Linked DNA regions of Sus scrofa: region 2 is linked to region 1. Evidence: chromatin contacts called from public Hi-C data. All regions are on one chromosome and are shown on one strand. Each heading gives the region's core, a stretch centred on a gene start, on an enhancer-like site or on the middle of the called end of the contact. The rest is flanking DNA. Distances are from core to core; before and after follow the strand shown. Region 1 has its middle 22 kb from the start of TEX33. Region 2 overlaps NCF4 (neutrophil cytosol factor 4).

What was found. Hi-C and Micro-C count contacts between places; a contact is called where the count stands out from the background.
Region 2: a contact with region 1 is called in a Hi-C map of fetal liver, with 2.0 times the contacts expected there. The contact joins two enhancer-like sites. A contact is called at or near these places in 1 of 5 promoter capture datasets (liver), 26 of 47 Hi-C or Micro-C datasets (adipose tissue, alveolar macrophages, blood and 14 more) and 1 of 2 datasets of contacts at active chromatin or transcription factors (alveolar macrophages).

Annotation. Positions count from the first base shown.
Region 1 is chr5:10,786,489-10,792,870 of Sscrofa11.1, forward strand. No RefSeq gene overlaps it. Among named protein-coding and RNA genes, the nearest start is that of TEX33, 22 kb to the left of the region's middle. Within about 2 kb of position 3,768, at least 15 of the 83 cell types and tissues checked have an H3K27ac peak or open chromatin away from gene starts, as enhancers often do. A contact at or near this core is called in alveolar macrophages, fetal liver and liver, where this site is marked.
Region 2 is chr5:10,872,924-10,879,305 of Sscrofa11.1, forward strand. It overlaps NCF4 (neutrophil cytosol factor 4), which reads right to left. Exons shown (of 12, transcript XM_021091535.1): 12 at 3,224-5,895. The coding sequence ends at 5,700. Among named protein-coding and RNA genes, the nearest start is that of CSF2RB, 36 kb to the left of the region's middle. Within about 2 kb of position 2,253, at least 9 of the 83 cell types and tissues checked have an H3K27ac peak or open chromatin away from gene starts, as enhancers often do. A contact at or near this core is called in alveolar macrophages, fetal liver and liver, where this site is marked.

The DNA of each region.
Region 1 (6,382 bases), core at 2,518-5,017:
GATACTACTAGTTGGGTTCCTAACCCTCTGACCCACAGTAGGAACTCCAAGGCAATATTTCAAGGAGCCCAGACTCTCGTGTCTTCCTGTACATAGAAAAGCACTAAATTCTTTAACCTGAGCGGTCTGGTTTTCTTTGATCAGTGGTAATATTTTAATGTTCCAACGACCTGGTGTTTTGCTGCAAAAACTCCTCTGTATCTTGGCTCCATCCTTGCCTCTTGGGAACAGGTTCTCAGCATTGTCTGTGGTGCCCTGTGCCAGCCTCAAAGTCCTCAGAATGTCTGCCAAATAAAGCCTAACTCTCATTTCTTAGGTTGGGCATCTTGCTCAGTGAACAAAATTCTGTCCTTCCACAGAGATGGGAGACAGAACTGTCCTCACTGGTGCTTGCCTTTGAAAAAGGGCTGGTTTTCCTCCAGGTCTTTTTTTTTTTTTTTTTTTTTTTTTTTTTTTTTTTTGTCTTTTTGTCTTTGTGCCTTTTCTAGGGCCACACCCGCGGCATATGGAGGTTCCCAGGCTAGGGGTCCAATTGGAGCTGTAACTGCCAGCCTTTGCCGGAGCCACAGCAACGTGGGATCCAAGCCGCATCTGCAACCTACACCACAGCTCACGGCAACGCCGGATCGTTAATCCACTGAGCAAGGCCAGGGATCGAACCCGCAACTTCATGGTTCCTTGTCAGATTCATTAGCCACTGAGCCATGACAGGAACTCCTCCTTCAGGTCTCTGGGACTGTGGGAGACGCATAGACGTCTCGAAGGTGTTGCAGGAAGGGGACCCTTTCCAGGGCCCGAGCCTGGGCTCTTGGCTAACCCTCAGAAATGAACTGGCCCAGGAGTCACACTGCCGACAAAGCAAAAAAGACTTTTATTGGGAGGGAGCGCCCGGGCGGGGAGCAGCAGGGCGAGGGACCTCAGGAGACCGGCTTTGCCACGAGGCTCGCAGCCTCAGGTTTTTTGGGAATGGGGCTAGTTTCCGGGTTGTCTCTGGCCAGTTGCCTTGCTCGGCCTGTATTTGGTCTGACTTGGGGACCTTCCTGGTGGCGCGTGCATCTCCCAGCCAAGATGGATTCCAGCGCAGGAGTTTCCATTGTGGCTCAGCGGTAATGAGCCCAACTAGTATCCACAAGGACGCAGGTTCAATCCCTGGCCTCGCTCAGTGGGTCAGGGATCTGGCATTGCCGAGAGCAGTGGTGTAGGTCGCAGACGCGGGTCAGATATGGCGTTGTGGTGGCTGTGGTGTAGGCCGGCTGATGTAGCTCCAATTTGACCCCTAACCTGGGAACTTCCATATGTTGTGGGTGTGGCCCTGAAAAGACTGAAAAAAAAAATGAATTCCAGCGCCAAGGATGCTGGGAGGTTGGCTGTCTCCTCCCTCCTGCTGGCCCCTCCCAAACCCTCCCAGTTAGTTTTTGGGGCGGCAGCGTGGTCCTTATCAGGGCCTCCCGTTGTGTGACAACTCATGCAAGTGGCTATTATCTTATGCGGTTGGCTGAAGGTGGGCGTTTTGGGTCAATGGTTCCCTAGCAAAGGGAGAGAGGAGGGATTTGTAAGGGCAAGACCTTTCTGGAAAACACTCTAAGAACGGGGAGGGCAGGGCCCTAGGGTCTGGTGTTGGCTGCAAAGATAAGTTAATTCTCTTGGCAGCTTGAGCTTTCTCAGGCCGGCATTTCAGGGAGAGGCCTGCGGTCATCTTACGGGCAGAGACTTTTCGCTGCGAGAAGGGCAGATGCAAGAGTTTGGTCAAGTCTCTTAGTGCAGGGGGTTCATCCGGATTCATTACACACTGAGACTGCAGCCGAAACCCCACCTCTGGACATGCGCACGGATCACGTCTCCGAGTCATAGTTTTGCATGAAGCAGAGAGAATTGCTTTATTGCTTTGCCAGACAAAGGAGGCCACGGCAAGCTAAGGCCCTCAAAACCGTGTCCTCCCTTGAGAGGGGATGACAAGGGGTCTTAAAGGTTTAGCTTGAAAAACAGCGTTATGGATAAAGATTAGGGGGGCTACATTCTTCTCCCTCCACTGATCATTTCAAAGTCATCAAGGCTGGAGTCACGTGGTCTGGCGGTGGTTTCTGGGGGCCTTCGGGTTATCCGACCTTGACCTTTCCTCGGAAATGAAGATGGCTTACAAAGGGAAGAGGGTGTTGGGGAGTGTTTCAGGGAAAAGAAAACCCTAGGTGTGATGTAACTCTAACTAGAAAGCAGTCATCAGGAAAAGAAAGCCATTAAGCGAGGAAGCGATCATTTGTGAAAAGCCGGTTAGAGTGAGTTAGTAGGACAAGGTAAGGACTAGTTTTTAGCTGTAACAAGAGTTCTGCCAGGGACTGGACTGGCTTCAGCTATTTTTTGCTTTGTCTCTTTTTTTTTTTTTTTTTTTTTTTTTTTAGGGCCACACCCACGGGAATATGGACGTTCCCAGGCTAGGGGTTGAATCGGAACTGCAGCTGCCGGTCCACACCACAGCTACAGCAAGGCCAGATCCAAGCCATATCTGTGACCTACACCACAGCTCATGGGAATGCCAGGATCCTTAACTCACTGAGCAAGGCCAGGGATTGAACCCAAGTCCTCGTGGATACTAGTCAGTTTTGCTACCGTTGAGTCATGACGGGAGCTGCTCTGGCTGCACCTGTTATAAGTGGTACCGAGGAAGATCAGCCCATTTATCCTTCCCCAGCAGCCTGAGTCAGAGACTGAAAGTCCTGCATCCTGGGATATGGAAACCTGACCTCTCTCTCTCTCTCTCTCTCTCTCTCTCACACACACACACACACACACACACAAATACACCATCATGGACACACACAGTCACCTGAGCAAATGCATACGCACGGAGGGCTGAACATCAGCGTGACACCTACACACAAATATATGAGAGATAAAGTACCGCCTGCCATATCAGTGAGCAAAGGATGTCACAGTCATTAGCGATGGCAGCCCCCTCGGAGCTAATAGTTAATATTCTGTACCTACTACCTGCCCTTTGTTGCAAGACTCTTCTGTATCCTAGCTTCCACCTCAGCTCCTCCGGGAAGTTTCTCAGAGCTGTCTGAAATGCTGCCACCCAGGATCTAGTCCTCATTTTGCCCCAAATAAAACTTAACTCACAACACTCACCTTGTGCAACCTAGGCAGTCACACAGCGTCACGCTCAGAGGGGCCCCCAAGCGTGTTTAATGATCTACTGCCTCGCTTTTGAAGTGCTTAGTCATTTTTTTTTTTTAGGGCCACACCTGTGGAAGTTCCCAGGCTAAGGGTCGAATCAGAGCTATAACTGCTGGCCTACACCACAGCCACAGCAATTTTTTTTTTTTTTTTAAAGGGCCACACTTGAGGCATATGGAGGTTCCCAGGCTAGGGGTCGAATCAGAGCTACAGCTGCTGGCCACAGCTACAGCCACAGCTACGCAGGATCCGAGCCACGTTTATAATCTACACCACAGCTCACAGCCATGCCAGATCCTTAACCCACTGAGCGAGGCCAGGGATGGAACCCACAACCTCTTGGTTCCTAGTCGGATTTGTTTCCACGGCACCACAACGGGAACTCCAGCCACAGCAGTTTTTGCACAGATACACACACAGGTGTTCTCTGTCTCATTGTCTTCCTCTTTCCTCCCATCTTGTCTTCACACTGGAACTGCCCACAAAGCTCCAACCTCAGCCCTGAAATCAAAAGACTGAGAATGAAAACTGGAGACTGAGGGGCAGCCCCTGCAGAGGGGATCTAGTCATGTCAGACACTGACCTCTAGGTGGCAGCACCAAGCTGGGCCAAGCCTTAGCTCAAGGCGGGAAGGAAAGCGGACTGGGACAGGAGGGGCAAGAGGGAGGAGGGGGGTGAAGGGGAGGAGGGGGGAGGAGGGGGGAGGAAGTGGGTGCCACTGAGTGCTTCCCTAATCACGCCTCTTCCAGAAAGCTCAGAGAGTTCCCAAAGTAGCAGATTCTCTGAGGGATTGCCCATTCCATTCTTCTGTGCCTATACTTTCATCCAATTCATTTTTTTCCTGTTCACTTTCGTATTTTTCTTTTTGTTGTTGTTTCTTAAAATCTTCTGATTACAGGAGTTCTCCTGTGGCACAGCAGGTTAGGGATCTGGGGTTTTCACTCCAGTGACTTGGGTCACTGCTGTGGCTTGGGTTTTATCCGTGGCCTGGAAACTTCCACACACCCCAGGTGCTTGGCCAAAAAACAGAGAAATAAATAAAGATTTAAAAAAAAAAAAAAACAAAGTTAAAAAAGCTTTCTGCTTCAAATGCAACACATTTTATTGTAGAAAACCACACATACAGGAAAGTAAAAATCAGCTACGACTTGGCACTTGTTTTTTCCCAGCCTTGCCTGAGTCATGTGGAAGTTTCCAGGCCAGGGATTGAACCCAAGCCATGACAGCAACCTGAGCCACTGCAGTGACAAATGCTGGATTCTTACTCTGCTGCACCACAGTGGGAACACCTCGACATACATTCAGGGTTTTTTTTTTTTTGGCTTTTAGGGCTGCACTCTCAGCATATGAAAGTTCCCAGGCTAGGGGTCTAATTGGAGCTACAGCTGCCGACCTCCGCTACAGCCACAGCGACACAGGATCCGAACCTCGTCTGCGACCTACACCACAGCTCGCGGCAGTGCTGGATCCTTAACCCACTGAGTGAGGCCAGGGATTGAACCCAAGTCCTCATGGATACTAGTCGAGTTTGTTTCTGCTGAACCGCAATGGGAACTCCCTCGAGACACATTCTTCAACTTACCTTTTCACTTAATATGACTTGGTCATGTTTTCGACCATCATGTATAGACAGATCTGCCTCTGCTTTTAATCATTTGGAATCTAATATTCCTAAGTCTGATTTTTGCATAACTTGGGTAGTCCATTCATTGAATGGTCCTCAGTCAGTGGGTGCAAACACGAGGCAGTTTTGTTTTCTCCCATTGTGTCATCCCCACCGGGCTCCGTGGACTCCCCTTCACATCCCTTAATGATGTCTCCAGCTTTCTGATCATTGTCAATCTTTTTTTAAATTATTATTATTTATAACAGCTGCACCTGCGCATATGGAAGTTCCCAGGCTATGGGTTGAATTGGAGCTGCAGCTGCCAGTCTATGCTGCAGCCATAGCAACGCCAGATCCAAGCCACATCTGTGGACTCCACAGCAGCCCATGGCAACACCAGCTCCTTAACCTAATGAGTGGGGCCAGGGATCGAACCCTCATCCTCATGGATACTGGATGGGTTCATTACCACTGAGCCACAAAGGAAACTCCCCGACCATTGTCCATCATTTTATTTTATTTTATTTTATTTTGTCTTTTTGCCATTTCTTGGGCCGCTGCTGCGGCATATGGAGGTTCCCAGGCTAGGAGTTGAACCAGAGCTATAGCCGCCAGCCTACGCCAGAACCACAGCAACACCAGACCCGAGCCTCGTCTGCAACCCACACCACAGCTCACGGCAACGCCGGATCCTTAACCCACTTAGCAAGGCCAGGGATCAAATCCGCAACCTCATGATTCCTAGTCGGATTCATTAACCACTGAGCCGCAACGGGAACTCCTGTCCATCATTTTAAAATGATGAAAATGAAAAGACCACCTACAAATTGGAGAAAATATTCATAAAACCTCTAATCGATGAGGGGTTAATAACTGAAACATATAAGGAACTCTGAACAACAACTCAAAAGCCAAAAAATCAAAAGCTTATTAAAAGTGGCCAAAAGATTTGAATAGACATTTTTTCCAAAAAAGACATACAAATGGCCAAGAATTTAAAAAGATACTCAGGATCACTGGTCATCAGGGAAACGCAAATGAAAACCACAATGAGACATTACCTCATACCTGCTAGGATGACTGTTCTCAAAAATACAAGAACTAACAAGTGCTGGTGAGGGTATTGAAGAAAAGGGAACCCTGGGGCACTGTTGGCGGTTGTAATCTGATGCAGCCACTCTGGCAAATACTGTGGATATGCCTCCAGACATTCAAAGTAGAGCTGCCATGTGATCCGGCAAGCCCACTTCCGTGTCTATATCCAAAGGAAATGAAGTCAGTACATTGAAGAGGTATTTGCTCTCCTACGTTCATTGTAGCATTGTCAACTCTAGCCAAAATGTGGAAATGACCTAAGCATCCTTTGATGGATAAATAGATAAACAAAGTATAGCATAGGAGTTCCCATCATGGCTCAGCAGAAATGAATGATTAGCATCCATGAGGACACAGGTTCCATCCCTGGCCTTGCTCAGTTTGTTAAGGGTCCAGCGTTGCCATGAGCTGTGGTGTAGGTCACAGACGTGGTTCAGATCTGACGTTGCTGTGACTGTGGCGTAGGCCGGCAGCTACAGCTTCAATTAGACCCCTAGCCTGGGGACC
Region 2 (6,382 bases), core at 1,003-3,502, 85 kb after region 1:
TGAGAGGAAAGAATGGCCGTGGCCAGGGAGAAGCAGAGCCCCCGGAGTGAGGCTTATCAGAACAGCGAGGAAGAGGAAGGAGCAAGTCTCTTTTCCTCCCCCTCCCCCAGCCTCAGGGCGTCTCTCTTGTGTCCCCATCATCAGACACTCACAGGGAATCAGCTGACAGAGCAGAAATGTGGTTGAGAAGTCCCAGGTCCGACATCACAACAAAGCGGAATATAGAAGGATGGGTTTGGAGCTGAGAGACCATAGCTTGATAACCAGCCTAGGCGGATTATTGATATGGGGGGGAAGACGGAAACGGGGGCAGATGGGAAAGGAAGGGGCTGGGTTAGCCCAGAAAAAGGTGAATGTCACAGTGGATGCCAGTGAATTGTACACTTAAATGGAAAATTGTGTCCCATATATTTTATATACTTATCGTATATTTGAAGGAGACACAATTTTTAAAAATCTTCCCTACCCCAAAAAACCCACTGAAGTCCTAGGGTCAAGTTGATCAGGGAATTGCTTGGTTTTCTCAGAAAGCCACTGAGTGACATCCTTACAGATTTTTTTCTTTCTTTCTTTCTTTGTTTTTTTTTTTTTTTTTTTTTTTGTCTTTTTTCCTTTTCTAGGGCCGCTTCCCGCGGCATATGGAGGTCCCCAGGCTAAGGGTCGAATCGGAGCCGTAGCCGCCAGCCAGAGCCACAGCAATGCCAGATCCAAGCAGCGTCTGTGACCTACACCACAGCTCATGGTAACGCTGGATCCTCAATCCATGGAGCAAGGTCAGGGATCGAACCCACATGCTCATGGATATTAGTCGGGTTTGTTAACCACTGAGCCACGATGGGAACGCCTAAGTATATTTTAATCTTTGAACTATTCACCTGGTAGAAATTGATGCTTTCAGCTCACTAAAAAAAAAAAAGTTTACTTATTACCCCCAAATCATCCTATTTTCTTCTGAAAGAACTTCACTTTTTCCCTCCAGCAACAGATCTTAACACTTTTCAGCTGCTGATATTTTCTGACTTGTCAAATTTCATTGCCCTCCCCTCACTCTGCAGGGCCTGGTACTGGGTGCCAACAGACTTGAGATGTTCAGAGGAAACGGGGTGGGACAGCTGGCTTCATCCTCTGGCCACCCCTTCTCTGGGGCAGATGGCTTCCGCCTTCCCCAGAACAAGGGGACAGGTACCACCACTGATGGGCCACCACCAGGTGCCCTTCTGCTTCAGCTGCAGAAATGCTTTGTCTTTTTTGTATGACTTTGATCTCATCCATCCACGTTGGTCTGTTGTCTGGGAAGCCTCTGCCCCACCTCCCTCTCCCAAACCCACACACGCATCTCCAGAGGTTCTGTGCCCAGAGGTCACGGGGATTCAAGGATTCCCGCTGCCTGGCTTTCTGAGGTTAGAAGATTTCAGGATGGGGGCAGGGAGGGAGGGACTGCAGAAGCTGCAAAAGTGAATGTTGTTTCTCAAAGGCCCTCCTTTCCAAACAGGAAGGATGTAAGCTCGGGACCCAAATCACCAAACATCCTAAAACGGGTGTTATTTGGATCCAAGCGCACCCTGTTCCGTCTCAAAGGGGTGAAAAAGGTCAAATGAGCTTTACAGGAAAGTTCCTGGTGAATTCTCGACAGGCCTGAGAGGCAAAGACACAGCTTGCAAAGTCCACTGAATAGTAATAACCCCAGTCACGGGTACAAGCCCTGCGGGGATCCCTTTCTTCCTTGAGGGAACTATCACAGGACAGGTTGGACAAGGTCGGGCGGGAAATACGATCAGAGTCTCCGATTCCCTCCGGACCCAGCCAGCCTTCACTGCGCCCCCAATCCCTGCCAGACCACGGGGCCCAAGTCAAATGCTCAGAGTTGCTGTTACAGCTTGGTGACTTCCATGTGTGTCCCTGTATAACTGAATCACGTTATTGTATTTCATTTTTATTGCGTTGTAAAGTTATCACAACACTGTAACTCAACTAGACTTTGATACAACTTTAAACAAATGGGAAAAAAAAGCTTAGTGACTTTGTTTCAGGTTGTTTTTTTATTAAGTCTGCATTTTGGGGGTGGGTGTTGTGTGTCTAGCAATGTACAAGGTATAGTTCCTGATTTTTACAAATCTCTTGGACTAAGGGGGAAGGTAATTAATTATGAGCCCATTTTACAGGTGGGAAAACTGAGTCTCCTATCCATGTTACCCAGCTAAGGAAGTGATGGAGACAGGCCCATGTTTTCACCCACGGGGCCAAACGCCTCCCCTGCTTTCACTCTCCTCACCACTTCCTCCAGGGGGGCAGCCACTCCCCTTTCCTCCCCGCGCCCCCTCCCTTCCCAGCTGGGCACTCCTCTTCCTTCCTTTGTCCATTCCCTCTTGCTCCTAAAGACAAACCTCCAGACCAAGGCTATTGTGACGGTTTACTGCACTGGCTTTCGGGAAAATGGAACATTAACCAGCGCCTCAAAGGCGGAAAGTCCCAAAATTTACCGCCTGGGAAGAGAGTTCCAAGTCTGTCCCCACAACCGGCCTTATTTGGACTTCTGCCCTGGCCCCTCTCCTCCAAGGCCAGGCACACCAAGCCATAAGCCTCATTCGGCCCTATCTTTCAGCAAGACCCTACTTGGGTCACATCTATTGGCCACAAGAGTCAAGAAAACATATTAAGGTCATGTTCACGGATTGCCTATTGGTACAAGTCTCATTCTTTGAGTTTCATCTTCCTTCCCCACACTGATCTGTAAAGCTCCTTCTATCACATATTAAATACCACGTACCCATGTTCTTCCCGGGCTCTCCGTTCGGCTCTATGGCTAGATTGTCAATCCCTATGCCAGTATCACACCTTTTTCTCTTCCATTACAAGACATGGCAGGACAATAATTCCTGCTAAATTATTGGAATGATATTCATTCCAATGCCTCATCGCTTTAGTATCTTCAGGACTTTATTTATTTATTTGTTATTATTTTTTAATGACATTTTGTTGTTGTTGTCTTTTGTCTTTTTAGGGCTGCACCCGCAGCATATGGAGGTTCCCAGGCTAGGGGTCTAATCGGAGCTACAGCTGCCGGCCTACGCCACAGCCACAGCCACGCCGGATCCGAGCCACACCTGCGACCTATACCACGACTCACGGCAACGCGGGATCCTTAACCCACTGATGGAAGCCAGGGATCGAACCTGCAACCTCATGGTTCCTAGTCGGATTTATTTCCAATGCGCCACAGCGGGAACTCCTTCAGGACTTTATTTACTATTCCAAGCCCTTAACTCTTCTCTGCATTTTAGATGAAGTCTGCGGGACTCCAAACAAAACAGGAACAAAACATGGAAGCCTATGTCCTAACTGTCTAAAGCTCATGGCTGTCTGTGGGTCAGTGGGGAGAGCTGGCGTCACCGCAGACCGAGTCTGCATCAGCATTTGCCAGCAGTCATTTATCAGCATCCATCTAAATGTTGGCAGTCACGGAAACGGCACTTTGAAGACTGAACTCTTTCAGAAGTGATGGAGTCTTAGGCTCTGCGATTGTAGCAGACACACCGCCTGGAAAAACAATGTGTGTATCCTTGCTCGAAAATTCTTTGTACACGGGCTGTAATGCACAAATCCCACGAGGGAGCAATAAACGCTGCAACACTGCTTTCCAGTCGACGTTCAGGAAGGGGTTGTGCGTGAGCGATTCTCCAGGAAAGATGATAACATCGCAGGAGTGTTTTTTCCTCGTCCAGGATGCCTGCGCACCACTGGCACAAAGTGGTTGCTCATCAGGCAGAAAATATTTCCCGGGTTACCCCTCCCGTCCTGTTTGCCCGATAAGGGACACCACTTCTTATCTGAACTGAAAAGAGGTTGCCTGCCGCTTCACAATGGCTTTCTAAATGTCTCTGGCAAAATGTGTCTTGTGGCCCACGCCATCCTGGATCTAGGCAGGGATGGAAATTCTCGGAAATAAAGTACCAGCTTAGCTAAGTCAACCCAAGTCCAAAAATATGCTCACCTTTGTTTTTGTGGATCATTTATTTTTGAATCTCAGACTCTATTCCTCAAGGGCCGTTTTCCTTCTTCTCGAAGCATATACTTTAGAGATACTTTTAGTTCAGGGATCTTGTTAACAGATTTGGTTTGTATCCATACTTTTTTTTTGGCTTTTTAGAGCCACACTCACAGCATATGGAGGGTCCCAGGCTAGAGGTCTAATCAGAGCTATAGCCGCCGGCCTACACCACAGCCACAGCAACGCCAGACCCGAGCCACGTCTGCAACCCACACCACAGCTCACGGCAACGCTGGATCCTTAACCCACTGATGGAAGCCAGGGGACCGAATCCGAAACCTCGTGGTTCCTGGTTGAATTTGTTTCTGTGGTGCAATGACGGGAATTCCTGTATCCATGCTTGATTCATTTTGCCTTCATTATCGACAGATAGTTCTATGAAGCCGATAAATTCCAGACCGAGAGAGGTTTTCTCGCAAAAATCTGCAGCTGTAATTATATTGGCTTCAGCTTCCATTGGTATAGTTGAAAAGTCTGCTTCTCATTCTGACTTTTTGTTATTTTGCAGTGACCTCCACTTTCTCTGACAGCTTTTAAGACCTTCTCTTGGGAGTTTCCATCATGACTCGGCGGAAATGAATCTGACGAGTATCCATGAGGATACAGATTCGATCCCTAGCCTCGCTCATTGGGTCGGGGATCTGGCATTGCGGTGAGCTGTAGTGTCGGTCACAGACGCGGCTCGGATCCAGGGTTGCTGTGGCTGTGGTGTAGGCCGGCAGCTGTAGCTTCGATTAGACCCCTAGCCTGGGAACCTCCATATGCCGAGGGTGAGGCCCTAAAAAGCAAAACATACTACATATAATTGGAGGAGTGGAGTGAAGCCTCTACAAGCCAAGGAATGCCAGAAAAAGACCAGCAGCTAGCAAGAGGCAAAGAAGGTTTTCCAACAGGCTTCATGGAAGCAAGACCCTGCTGACACCTGGAGTTCGGTCTTCCAGGCTCTCGACCTGTGAGACACTGAGTGCCTGCTGTGGGGTACTTTGTCTTGGTGGCCCTGCACACTGATGTGGGGGCTGTGAGGGCCCGGAGCAGCACCCCCACAGCCCAGGGTGGGGTGTAGGGGTGTAGGGTGCTGGGCAGCCTGCCCTTTTTGGGGGAGGGTGGCAAAAGCCTGAGAGCTGAGGGGAGAGGGGTCCCCCATCTTCTTGGCTGCATCCAAGACAGAGGGTTTGGCCTTGGCCTTGGCCTTGGCCTGACCCCGAGAGCACCCTAAGGAAGATGACTTCCGTGCGGCAGGTGGTCAGTCCCAGGAAAGGGCGCCAGAAGGAGTGGCCATCAGGAACACGAGTGTCCCTGGGTTTCTCCACACATGAGGACAAGGCAAGGGGACTAGGGGGCTGCATTAGAGGCCCAGCAACGCCAGGACCCGCCCGTATGTAAATGACCCCTCACTGATGCTCATGAGTGGTATTTTACTTCCTCTCCTCTCTTTTCTCAAAAGATACCATCTTCCCCCGTCTGGCCCTTGGAGATGAAATGGTTTATTTAATTCAGAGACCAGATGTCGAGACCGCACGAGCCACGCCCAGCAGGTCCGATGGATACAGAACCAGGAAGCCTGCCCTGTGCTCCCGGCCTTTCTTGGTCCCCATTCCCTCGGAGGGCTCCTTGCTGGGCGTCCCCTCACGGCCCCAGGGACACCAGCAGCTCAGGGAACCGTGTTGTAGACCTTGTAGTTGTCCTTCTGGGTGATATGCAGCTTCCAGGGGAAGAGGCGCTTCTGGGAGGGGAGGCCTTGGGCCTGTCTCACCATGAGCTGCACGTCCTCGTCCGAGAGCAGCCGAACCAGATCCCCCTCGGCGTCCCTGTAGTTGAGGGCAAGGTCCTCCCTCTGGAACTCCCGCCTAAGGGGAGAGATCAGGGCTCGTGAACCGTCCTGCGGCCCCAGGCCTAAGCGTGGGGGCAGAGAGAGGGGATGGAGGGGGTTTTAGGGCTGGGATCTAAGAACCGGAAGAGGTCAGCGCTGGACACCGGCCGTATCCTCCGAGTGGTCCCACCTCCCACTCAGATGGGGAAACAGAGACCTACAAGGGAGAACAGGACTTTCGCAATAAATTAGCCTCCCAGCCTGGAACGTCTTGCGTATAAATACGCCGAAGATGTAAGAACAGACGTGGGGAAGAGAACTGGGTCTTGCAGGGCAAAGAGGCGAGCGGGATAAAGCCCCCGTGAACGCCCTGTGTGTGGCTACAGAGGAGACCTCTTTAAGGGCAGACTCCGTGAGATAGACACTCCTCCTACACCTGGCTGGTGACAGTAAAAAGCCATCCGACGTTTCCATAGGTCCTTTGACAAAATGGATCAGAAGCCTATCGGACTTGCAAACACCTC